Linked DNA regions of Danio rerio: region 1 is linked to region 2. The links are chromatin contacts, called in public Hi-C maps. All regions are on one chromosome and are shown on one strand. The core of a region is the stretch at or near the end of the contact, and the rest is flanking DNA. Distances in the headings are between cores, read along the strand shown.

The links. A called contact is a pair of places that touch in the nucleus more often than the background predicts.
Region 1: a Hi-C map of an unstated tissue shows a contact between it and region 2, with 2.7 times the contacts expected there. The contact joins the promoter of nhej1 here to the enhancer-like site in region 2. A contact is called at or near these places in 2 of 18 Hi-C or Micro-C datasets (caudal fin and an unstated tissue).

Annotation. Positions count from the first base shown.
Region 1 is chr6:8,038,091-8,044,628 of GRCz12tu, reverse strand. nhej1 (nonhomologous end-joining factor 1) reads left to right here and starts at 3,466. Exons shown (of 8, transcript NM_214749.1): 1 at 3,466-3,475; 2 at 4,216-4,408; 3 at 4,848-5,066. The coding sequence starts at 4,241. atg3 (autophagy related 3) reads left to right here. Exons shown (of 12, transcript NM_200022.1): 12 at 1,447-2,117. The coding sequence ends at 1,528.
Region 2 is chr6:7,945,817-7,952,312 of GRCz12tu, reverse strand. It overlaps bin1b (bridging integrator 1b), which reads left to right. Exons shown (of 19, transcript NM_001327970.2): 8 at 1,334-1,426; 9 at 4,705-4,790. It overlaps LOC141386180 (a long non-coding RNA gene), which reads right to left. Exons shown (of 3, transcript XR_012407632.1): 2 at 6,235-6,378. Among named protein-coding and RNA genes, the nearest start is that of si:ch211-114n24.6, 26 kb to the right of the region's middle. Within about 2 kb of position 1,457, at least 6 of the 62 cell types and tissues checked have an H3K27ac peak or open chromatin away from gene starts, as enhancers often do.

The sequences.
Region 1 (6,538 bases), core at 2,217-4,716, 90 kb before region 2:
CTCCATAAACAGCAATGGTCCTGAGTTTAGAAAAGCAACCAAAAACATAGTCAGAACATTTCATTTTAAACATTCACTGTATATGGAGGATGAGAGAGCTCTTCTTGATTTGTGTTCTGAAGATGAATAAAATAATTGGTAATTATTAACATCAAGCATTATTTTAGAAGCACATTCTGTTCTGTTCAGCAGATTTATTATTATCATTATTATTTTTTAAATATTTCTAAATCATTTATCCTGTGCTCATCAATGCTGCATTGTTTGTAGTAAAACGTTGTTTCAGTTACTATAAACTTCAGTTTCAAATGATCATGCAGAAATCAGAATCAAAACAAATTTAAAATCAAGAAAAACATTAATTTAGCCAAACGTGTTCAGCCCTTTTGCTTATCAGAATCATAAAATGAACATTACCAGTTTGCAAAATTCTTCAACATATCTTATTTTCTGTTCTAGTTTACTTGTTCAAAACCTGTTTCTTTCTTTCTTAAGATATTTTGATGTAAGATAAGCGCTGACTTGTATAGTATGTTTTTTTTATTATGAGTGTCAATGGTTACCGCTTTGCAACATTCTTCAAAATATCTTCTTCTGTGTTTTCGTTTATTTGTTCAAACCGTTTTTTTTCTTGAAGATAATGTGAACAAATAAACAAAAACACAGAAAAAGATATTTTGAAGAATGTTGCAAACCAGTAACCATTGATGCTCTTAGTGAGAAAGACAAATACTATACAAGTCAGCGGTTATATTACATCACAATATCTTCAAGAAAGAAAGAAACAGGTTTTGAACAAGTAAACAAGAACACAAAAGAAGATATTTTGAAGAATGTTGAAAAATGGTAACCATTGACACTCGGGAACATTATGGAAGTCAATGGTTACGACATCACAATATCTTCAAGAAAGAAAGACAGAAAGAAAGAAACCACAGGTTTTGAACAAGTAAATGAGAACACAAAAGAAGATATTGTAAAGAATGTTGCAAACCGGTAACCTGGTTACGACATCAAAATCTGTTTCTTTCTTTCTTTCTTGAAGATATTGTGATGTTGTAACCATTGACCTCCATAGTATTTGTTTTTCTTACTAGTTTCAATGGTCACAGTTTTGCAACATTCTTCAAAATATCTTTCGTGTTCTTGTTTACTTGTTCAAAGCCTGTTAGTTTGTTTCTTTCTTGAAGATATTGTGAACAAATAAACGAGAACACAAGATACTTTGAGGAATGTTGTAAAGCGGTAACCATTGACTACTTAACCATCAAAAACTGTGAAGTAAATGGTTTTGACATCACAATATCCTCAGAAGAGGAAATGAACATGTTATGAGTAAACAGAATATTTAAGTGAACTGTACCTTTAATTCATGCAGTTGTTATTGTAATAAACAAATGTTTATTCCCCTTATAGATCACTTTACCTTAACCTTCCTAACTCCAGGTATCTTCTGATTTTCCTGAAATTTGTGCAAGCTGTCATTCCAACAATAGAGTACGATTACACAAGGCATTTCACCATGTAGATCCCACAGCTACGACAACATGGATTGTTTCTGCGCTAAAGAAGCGGCGACAATACGAACCTCGAAAGACTCTCTGTCCTGAAAAATGCTGGCAATGGTGTATGAAACATCTGGGAGAGGATCTGACGGTCAAATCACACACTCACACACACACACATTTAAATCCAGTTTCCTAACTATTCTTCAGCTTAACCTCTGTACTATCACTTGCTCTTAATGCTGTCCTGAAATGAAAAGTGTTTTATTTTATATTTGCGTTACAAAAATATATAAAAATATAAGCCATGGCAAATAATAAATGGCTGTTCAAATATGTTGGTGTTATTTGTATGTTCATGATCATTTTGTGTGTGCGAGGTGAGCTTGTTCGATATGCCAGCTTGTCTTAACGCGTTGTACTTTGAATGTAGGAATCTCTGTCTTGGTTTCTGATTATTGTTGTGGTAAAGATGTATTCACAAATCCAGCGGACTACATCTATTGTATTTGTGGATTTTAACGTATTGTACACAATGTCAGGAGAAGCTGGAGCTAAATTGGTGCTTTGTTCTATGTTGGTCCACAGATAAACACAAAAACAGTTACTAAATAATAAAAGTCTGTGTAGTCTTTAAGGGAATTTAATTCATACACCTTAATGCAACAATGAGTGCTATTAATTCTAAGATATGTGAATCTGTTAATAAAACACTCTTTTTATGGAGGATTGCTAGTTGTATTAACTACTTTGGGGTTACTGTGCTATATTTACCTCAGGAAATATATTGTTATATGTGTAGTGCTCCTCACAAAATAGACAACACTAAAATAAGATGTAAAATACACTTTGCTGAAGCTATTATTAATGTAAGTTAATGCTAATTTCAACTAACATATATTTATTTGGGTTTTAATAAAGAAGTAAATGTTATTTGATTTAACTGAGCTGATGGGAAGGCTAACAAAAACGAACTAATAATGCAACAAATATATTCATTGTAATAAATTTGGACATTGTGTAAGCTGTCAAGTATATGCTAACAAGGGTTTTTAAGGTTTTTTTTTCCTAATTTAGATGTAAAATGTCGTTATTGTAAGTTGTTTACATAATGTCATTATTATTATTATTATTATTATTATTATTACCTCAGAAAATATATTGATAGTTTTAAGTGCATTGCTCATCACAAAATAGACAACACTAAAAGTGTAAAAATACACTTTAACGAAGCTGTTGTTAATGTAAGTTAACGTAAGTTTTTTTAGTTTGTTTTAATAAGAAACTAAATGATATTTGATTAAACTGAGCTGATGTGGAGGCTAACAGAAATGAATAAACAAGTCAATAGAAATCATTGTAAATTTTGACGTTGTTTAAGTTGTCATTTGTGTCCTAACAAGGACTTATAAGTCATAATTTTTCCGCTGAAAAAAATGGTTTAAACCAGCATAGGCAGGTTGGCTGGTTTAAGCTGGTCGACCAGCCTGGTGTTAGAGGGCTCTTGGCCATTACAGGCTGGTGATGGACCAGCTAAAACCAGCTTGTCCAACCTATCCATGCTGGGAGCCCAGCCCAAACCAGCAATGTTCAGCTTAAACCAGGATGGTCAAGCTGGTTTTAGCTGGTCATTTACCAGCCTGACTAACTAAGACCAGCCTGAAATGGCCAAGACCCTTCTAAAACCAGGGTGGTCGACCAGCTATCAGCCAACCATGCTTAGGTTGATTCAAGCAGTTTTTTTCCAGCAGGGTTCTTATTATTATACTAAAATTAAATATTATTCATAGTAATATTTGTGATTTACGTATTACATAATATCAAAAGTCAGTAACGTAAATAAATAATACACATATGTGAGTTATGTTTATGTTTTGGCGGAACTTTTCCTACCGGAACGTTTTAATACTCGACTTTGACAGGGAATGTGCATCAGTCGCAACAGCCCCCGTGTTGGAGTGTTTGTACTGGTATGTTTATATTTCCTTAACAGTGTTAAACCTTATTTATGTTTTTGAAATCTCTTTCCACAGTTGTTTATTAGTTAACATGGTTGTAAAATAAATTGTGTATAATAAGTGTCTTAAGTCATGGAACGTTTGATTGTTTTCCAGCTCAAAATTGAGCCAAATAACTGAGTTTAAGAAAAGCTAAATTCATACGGAGATTTAACATACCACAATAACTGCGGTAACTGTAGTATTTTAGAATTTATTAGACTGCTACTAGGTATAGAAATGTACTGTTATTAGTTGTAATTAATTGTAATTCGTTTATAGGAAACAGTTGACAGCGTTAAGAAATTGCTACGTTTCATATCAACAAATGTTTGTTTGTTTTCCACAAAATATCACAGAATACGTTTGTTTATGTACCTCATGTCCACACACATTCCCTGAATTAATAGTCCATCCAAAAGCATATTCAAATATTAATAATATTCTGTCATTATTTGCTCAACTTCACGTTGTTTCATGTACTAAGTGTTTTAAAATAACTACACAATACGTAAAAGGAGGCATTTTCCATGGGGATCGGGAAAAAAGAATGACAATGTATTATTATGACAATATAATTAATTGACAAATAATAGTTTTTGTCCAATCGAGTAAATTACATTGACATACAAAAAGTCATTGGAAACCACACATCTACCCTTCAGACTCAGCCTTTAACCAAGTTCATCTCTTCTACTGTTAATGTATTGCAGATTGTGTACAGTGTCCTGTGTGGAGATGGAGGCTGTTCTGTCTGCTCTGCCGTGGGTCCCAGTGAACATCAGTGGTTCTGATCTACTGGCCAAAGCCTGGTTTGGTGACTCTCAGTACCGCGTCCTGCTGACTGACCTGAGCACTGTGTGGGAAGAAGAGATGAGCACAGATGACATCCAGAGCCGAGCACAGGCAAGAATATACCACACTGCAAGACTCCAGTTGAACTGCATTTAATGTAGTAATGCCTCAATCAAATGAATAACCAATGAAGGCAAAACAGTGTAGCAGTATATTAGTACACACGCTGTGATTTCATAATAAATACAAACTCTGAATTATAATAATGATAAAATTATTTTATGTGATTTATAAAATGTGTTTCTGTTTTTGAAAGTCTGTCACAGAGGAATCATTTATTTAATAAAAAAAAATACAACAAAACTGCATACTTGCATATAGTCATCATTATTTTAATGTAATACAATCTCAATCTAAAAATATTAAATGTACTATTATTAATAAATATAATAGTATTATCGAATTATGGTTATTATATAAATATACTAAATATAATAATATATATTTTACGACACTATTTAATGCTAAAATATTCTTCTTTTCACTGAAGGATCTGAACAAGCGTTTACGGGCTCCTGCACAGGCGTTTTTCTCTCATCTGTGTTCTGTGGCTCGGCCCTGTTTCTCTGGACTGGATGAGGATCAGATCTCTGCAGCACAGGCGGCTCTTGAACAGCATGGTGAAAGCCTGACGGTCAAGCTCAAGAGTGAACTGGCTGGACTACCCTTCTACTGGGAGTTTAGATGTACAACAACGCCTGTAGCAGTGGTGTGAACCTTTTTTTTCAAAAACATCACATCTGATGGCATGATATGTGTTGTTTAAGAGCTCAGCATAAATGAGTTGCCCCCCTCTTATTATAATTTTTTTTTTGAAAATGAATGTTTCCAAACATTTCTCAGTGAATATAGGTGATATTTTGGTGCATTTAAACAAAAGAGTTGTAATAAACAGTTATATCTATGAAATTCAAGTTTGGTCAGCTGACATCTTTAGGAATAGAAAGATTATACATTTACATTCAAATGAGTTATTGCTCCAAACAAATGACCAAATTAACTTAATTAATTAATTAATTAATTAATTAATTATCTCTCTCTCTCTCTCTCTCTCTCTCTCTCTCTATTTATATATATATAAATATATATATATATATAATTACTTATTTATTTTCTTTATTAATTATTTACTTAATTATTTATTCCTTATTTATTCACTTATTTATTACTTATTTACTTAATTATTTATTTACTTATTACTTTATATACTTGTTATTTGTAACTTGTTTATTTACTTATTTCTCTTTTATTAACTTAATTAATTATTTATTTATTTACTTATTTATTTTTTATTTGCTTAATTATTTATTTACTTATTACTTTTTTATTTACATATTTATTTACTTACTTATTTATTTATTTATTTATATATTTACGTAATTATTTATTTACTTTTTTTACTTTTTACTTATTTACTTTTTTCTTGTGTATTAATTTGATATTTTTTAATTTATGTATGTATTTATATATATTTGTTTTTTTATGAATGTATTTTCCTGCTGCAGAATTTTTCACACCAGGACATTGTAATAAAAATAAATAAATAAATAAATAAATAAATAAATAATAACAATAAAATAATAATAAATAATAAAAAAATTATATATATATATATTTTTTTCAGCCGTAATATAAAATTTCAAATACCTAAAATATTCTTTGTAAATCATAACATAAATAGTCAGAAAATATATATTTTTAAACTGAACAATTTGGTCAGTTTATTCAAAGCGTGTGTTGATGTTTTTGTTTGTTTTTACATACATTTTAACAAGCTTTATATTGATTGAGAACTTAAATTGCTTCAGTACAGTAAATGTTGTTTTGAAAGTTAAAAAAGAAATACTTTCTTAATTTAGTAGATTTAGCACAAGTTTGACGTACAACAACATTTAGTAGATTGTGAACTAGTGATTGCAGTCAAAATGTCAATCATTTTAATCATTTAGAGACCTTATAAATTATTTAATCAAAATTAAAGGGGCAGTTCATCCAAAACTGAAAATGTTTGGACTATTTACCCTCAATTGTTGTCAACCCTTCTTTCTTCTGTTGAACACTAAAGAAGATTTTTGGATGAAAAATGAAAACCTGTAACCATTGATTTCTATAGTAGGAAAAATGAAATCTCTAAAAGTCAATGCTTACAGGTTTTTTCAAGATGTTATCTTTTTTGTTCAA
Region 2 (6,496 bases), core at 208-2,707:
TCCCTCCTGCAGCAAAACAGCCCCACAACATAATGCTGCCGCCCCTATACTTCACAGTTGGGATGGTGTTCCTAGGCTTGTAAGCTTTCCCCTTTGTCCTCCAAATGTAACACTGGTCATTATGGCCAAACAGTTCAATCTTAGTTCCATCAGACCACAGGACATGTCTCCAAAAATTTGTCTTTTCCCCAGTGTAATTTACTGGGAAAAAATACTGTTCTACAGTTGTGCCTCCGATTAACTCAAATGTTGTCAATTAGACAATCAGAAACTTCCAAAACCTTGACATCATCATCTGAGCTTTTTCAGAGGCATAATAATCTTATTGTATATAAACTTGACTTTCAAGAAAAGTTATAACAATTTCTCAAAAAACATCTCTCTCATTATTCTGCATGACAGAAACAAATGTGATAATCCTTACTTACCTAAAAGAGAAAAGGTTTAGTCACATAAATGGTTATGTGCCTTTTTATAGAGTATGTAAACTTCTGCTTTCAACTGTAATTGTTGTGCAATAAGGTTTAGCCTTACTAACCAACAAGAAGACAAACCTGAGCTGTGCTTCTACCGAATTCCTTCAGAGAAGAAACTGCCAGAAAGAATTTTTGCCAAATGGTAGCATCATTGACTCATAACAATCTATGGTACCAATGGCTGAGAGTGCGTTTGCATGCTTTTTACACAGTAGAAACTGGAGGGACATGATCGTGCTAAATGACTGAAAAACGGCTGCTGGTGCAGTGTATGGATCACATGTGCTCACAATTTACAGTTTGTGTTCATATTTTGGTTCTGTTCTGTTGATATGTGAACCAAATATCGAAACCGCTCAAAACAGATGGAAATATGACCGGTTTGTGCTGCATTTGTTTGGAGATCCAAGTGTAGCTGCCATTACGGCCCTTTATTTTTTTTTGCTTTGCCAGGTCTCTGCCTAGGTCACGTGACTGAAAACTATCAATTGAGCTAAAAGTCGTAGTTAGTGCTTTGTTAAGAGCGTGAATTGTAGCTTAAAATAAAGTTTGACAGCTTTCTTGACTTGTGGAACTTGAAAGAAGCTATTTTAAATGTTGAAAAACCAAACAGTTTTGGTTCCCATTAACTTCCATTGGTTTCATCTTGCTGACATGTTTCAATGCACCTACCGTGTTCAGTAGATGTAGGTTAGGAATGACATCAGAGTAAAAATTATGCTCTAACTATGAGCAATATGTGTACTGAAGTGTGTTTTATGTGTATTTGCACAAGCTTCTGTCTTTGCCTGCTGAGATTTGTGTGAACTAACAGCAGAGGTGTGTTTGTCGCTGCTTTTCTCTCTCTGTGCGTCCAGCCTCTGGCTCTGGTGGAAAAGGCTGCTCCTGTTTGGGCTCAGGGAATATTAACAGCACATCAGATCGCTCAAACTAACCTCACACGAAACCAGGTGACTCATCTGTCACTCAGCCTGTAAACTCTCCCCTAACATCCCTTAAACCACACCCCCTTACTCATAGTGCACACCCACTCACACAGCATGGCTTCTTTCCTAGCACTTGTTCCTGTATTACTTTAATACATGTTTGTCAGATATGAATGAAAAGTTTTATTTGTTAAAAGTAACTGTTTAATCGTTTGGGTTTGGTCTGATTATTTTTGAAAGAAGTCTATATTACTCAGCAAGGCTGCTTTTATGTGAACAAATACTTTGTTAGTCAGTAATATTGTGAAAAATATCATTAAAAAAACTGTTTTCTGTGTTTAAAATAAAGTTGGTTGAAAGCAAATTTTTTAGCCCTATGAAATTGTAATTGCGTAGCACAGTGGCTCAGTGGTTAGCACTGTCGCCTCACAGCAAGAATGTCACTGGTTCGAGCCCCGGCTGGGTCCGTTAGCATATCTGTGTGGAGTTTGCATGATCTCCGCGTGTTCATGTGCGTTTCCTCCGGGTGAATTGAATAAACTAAATTTGCTGTAGTGCGAGTGTGATTGTGTGTGCATGGGTGTTTCCCAGTACTGGGTTGCAGCTGGAAAGGGCATTCGCTGCATAAAACATATGCTGGAAAAGTTGGTTGTTCATTTCGCTGTATAAATATATATATATATATATATACAGAGCATTCGGATCACTTCACCTTTTCTACATTTCTTTATGTCTTTATATATATATATTTGTTTATTAAGTTCATTTATTTCCTCAAAACTCTTCACACAATACCCCATAATGACAAGGTGAATTTTCTTTTTTATTATTGTTGCAAATGTATTAAAAATAACAAAAACCTAAAAAATCACATGTACATCATTATTCACAGCCTTTGCTCAATACTTTGTTGATGCACCTTTGGCTGCAATTACAGCTTTACATTTTTTTGGAATATGATGCCACAAGCTTGGCACACTTTTCTTTGGGAATTTTTGTCCATCCCTCTTTGCAGTACCTCTCAAGCTCCATCAGGTTGGATGGGAAGCGACAGTGTACAGTCATTTTCAGATCTCTCCAGAGAAGTCCAATAGGATTTTGGTCTGGGCGCTGGCTGGGCCACTCAAGGGCATTCACTGAGTTGTTGTAAAGCCACTCCATTGATATTTTGGTGTTGTGCTTTAGGTCATTGTCCTGCTGGAAGATGAACTGTCGCCCCAGTCTGAGGTTAAGTGCACTCTGAAGCAGGTTTTTATTCAGGATGTCTCTGTACATTGCTGCATTCATCTTTCCCTCTATCCTGACTAGTCTTCCAGTTCCTGCTGCTGAAAAACATCCCCACAGCATGATGCTGCCACCACCATGCTTCACTGTAGGGATGGTATTAGCCTGGTGATGAGGGGGCTGGTTTTTTCCAAACGTTATGCCTGGCATTCACACCAAAGTGTTTAATTTTAGTCTCATCAGACCAGAGAATTTAGTTTCTTATGGTCTGAGAGTCCTTTAGATGCCTTTTGGAAAATTCGAGGCGGGGAGTGGCTTCCATCTGGCCACTCTACCATACAGGCCTGATTGGTGGATTGCTGCACAGATGGTTGTCCTTCTGTAAGGTTCTCCTCTCTCCGCTGAAGAAAGCTGGAGCTCAAACAGAGTGACCATCAGGTTATTGAACACCTCCCTGACGAAGGCCCATCATTCAGCTTAGATGGCCGGCCAGCTCTAGGAAGAGTCCTGGTGGTTCCAAACATCTTCCACTTATGGATGATGGAGGCCGCTGTGCTCATTGGAACTTTCAGAGCAGCAGAATTTTTTCTGTAACCATCCCCAGCCTTGTGCCTCGAGACAATCCTATCTTGGAAATCTACAGACAATTTCTTTGTCTTCATGCTTGGTTTGTGCTTTGACATGCACTGTCGACCCTGGGACCTTATATAGACAGGTGTATGCCTTTTCGAATCATGTCCAATCCACTGAAATGAACACAGCTAAACTCCAATGAAGCTGCTGAAACATCTCAAGAATGATCAGTGGAAACAGAATGTACCTGAGCTCAATTTAGAGCTTCACGGCAAAGGCTGTGAGAACTGATGTACATGTGATTTTTCAGGTTTTTTTTTTTATTTGAAACAATTTCAAAAACTCTTGTTCCGCTTTGTCGTTATGGGGTATTGTGTGTATTGTGTGAATTTAATACATTTTGGAATAAGGCTGTAACATAAAAAAAAATTGGAAAAAGTGAAGCGCTATGAATACTTTCCAAATGCACTGTATATATAGACTGCTTTAATTCCATCCAAACTAAAGGAAATAAGACTTCATGTAGAGGTAAAACGATTTTAGGAAATACTGTGAAAATTTCTCCTTTAAACATATAAATGATATAGGTTAAACATATTATACATATAAATTAACATGTTAAATCATACAATAATGTAAAATATCAGTTTATATATGAAACCTATTCAGCTAAGATCACTGAATGAATTTATTCTTTGACTAATGTTAATAAGGTAAACTGTATTATTGACATGATTGACTGTTTACATCAATACTTCCCAAAATGGCCTTTTCTACACAAAAGCAATATTTGACTGTTCAAGTTGCAATAAAGCACAACAGTAAAGTAAATTCTTCTCTCGCACACTAAAGCATCTCTGCCTCTTTCTGCACCGTGATTTAATGCTCATATTTTGTCAAATGGTACATCAAATGCAATATTTTCCATCTCCTTTTTCATCTGATTGTAGTTTTTAAACACAGAAAGATGGTTACACATTCGACCATTAAATGCAGCCTTGCTGAATAGATGTATTTATACTCCAAACCTTGATCAATAGTGGATTTAAATATCTACAAAAATCTGAAAAATCTCTTTATGAAATGCAAAAGGAGGTATTTAGCGAACTGTCTAAGAATGGAAAATTAAAAAAAAAAAAAAAAAAAAAAAAATATATATATATATATATATATATTAATGTTGCTTTTTAAAACATTTTTCAAAAATCAGTGTTTGAGGGTTTGATGTTGTGGCACTGTGTTTTAGTTTTATACATGTTTTTTTTATAGTTAGCTGTGTAGATCCTTTTTGGAGTTTGATAGCTTGAAATTCTTCATGGTCTCTCTTTTTGTGTAATACATTATAAAGTAAAGGTTTTGTGTGTGTTTAACTGCAGATTTCAGAGATCAGATCACTCGGTGTATCATTATTTGGCCATAGTCCATTTATGCAGAGATGAACGTGTAACTCTTTGTGTATGCATTTTCATAAATGATAGTGTCTTCAAACTAATGACTGTGTTTAGGCTGAGGAAGACTTGGGCAGAGCTCAGAAAGTGTTTGAGGAGATCAATTATGATCTCCAGGAGGAACTTCCCACCCTGTGGAACAGGTAATAACCAGCTTTTCATCCTGCCTTTCCCAGATCATCTCTCTAATCCATGTGCTGATTTCTGTCTCTTAAAGGAGTAGGATCCTTAAAAATGAACAATCTCAGTGTGTTTTTATTTATTTTTTTCTGTGTGTCTGCGTGGAACATAACAGAAGTATTTTTTGTTGTATTCGTCAATTTTCCTCTATGTACACTGAAAAAATTATTCATTGGATTTACATTTTTTTAAGGTACAGTTGAAACTAGAAGTTTACACACACACTCTAAAAAAAGCAACACAACCATTTTTAGAAAAATGTCTGATGGTAAATCATACTAAACGTTTACTATTTTAGGTCCATTAGGATTACCTAAATGATTTACATTTGCTAAATGCCAGAATAAAGAGAGATTTTTTTATTTTTGAGAATTTTTTAATAATTTCTAGACAGTCAAAAGTTTTCATTTGGTTCATTTCCTTGGTATTTTTTAAATTTTGCTTTTAAACTGTATAACTTTGGTCAAATGTTTTGGGTATCCTTCCACAAGCTTCTCACTATAGTTTGAAGGAATTTTGGCCCATTCCTCCTGACAGAATTGGTGTAACTGAGTCCGATTTGCTGGCTGTCTTGCTCGCACAAGCTTTTTCAACTCTGCCCACAAATTTTCTATAGGATTGAGATCAGGGCTTTATGATGGCCACTCCAAAACATTCACTCTGTTGTCCTTAAAGCAGATTTGAACTAATTTAGCAGTATGCTTATGGTCATGGTCCGTTTGGAAGACCTATTTGTGGCCAAGTTTTATTTTCCTGGCTGATGTCTTGAGATGTTGCTTCAGTATTTCTCCATAAAGTTCTTTCTTCATGATGCCATCTATGCTGTGAAGTGGACCAGTCCCTCCTGCAGCAAAACAGCCCCACAACATAATGCTGCCGCCCCTATACTTCACAGTTAGGATGGTGTTCCTAGGCTTGTAAGCTTTCCCCTTTGTCCTCCAAATGTAACACTGGTCATTATGGCCAAACAGTTCAATCTTAGTTCCATCAGACCACAGGACATGTCTCCAAAAAATTTGTCTTTTTCCCAGTGTAATTTAGCAAATTGTAATCTGGCTTTTTTGATGATTTCTGGCTTGTTGATTTTTCCCATGTTGTCACAAAAGGAAGCAGTGTGTGTTTGAGGTTTTCTTAAATACTATTCTACAGTTGTGCCTCCAATTAACTCAAATGTTGTCAATTAGCCAATCAGAAATTTTCAAAACCTTGACATCATCATCTGAGCTTTTTCAGAGGCAGAACAATCTTATTGTATATAAGCTTGACTTTCAAGTAAAGTTATAACAATTTCTCAAAAATATCTCTCTCATTATTCTGCTATTAAGCATAACAGAAACAAATGTGATAATCCTAATGTAACGGAGGCCAGCTAGTGTGTGCTGTGCAGGTAAACTTCACTCCTCTGACCTCTAAAGGTGCTCTAGCGACAGATGCTAGAGGCCATGGTCTTTAGCCTCCTTGGTAGAGCAACCGACTCCCACGCGGAAGATCTCCAGTTCCATCCCAGCTCGGAGCAGGTTGGGTGGAGTAGTACCAGTGGGGTTACACTAACTTACCGAAAAGAGAAAAAGTTTAGTTGCATTAACATCTGACTTTTTTTAATGGTTATGTGCCTTTTTATACAGTAAATGTAAACTTCTGCTTTCAATCGAAGTGGTAGCAAACAAAT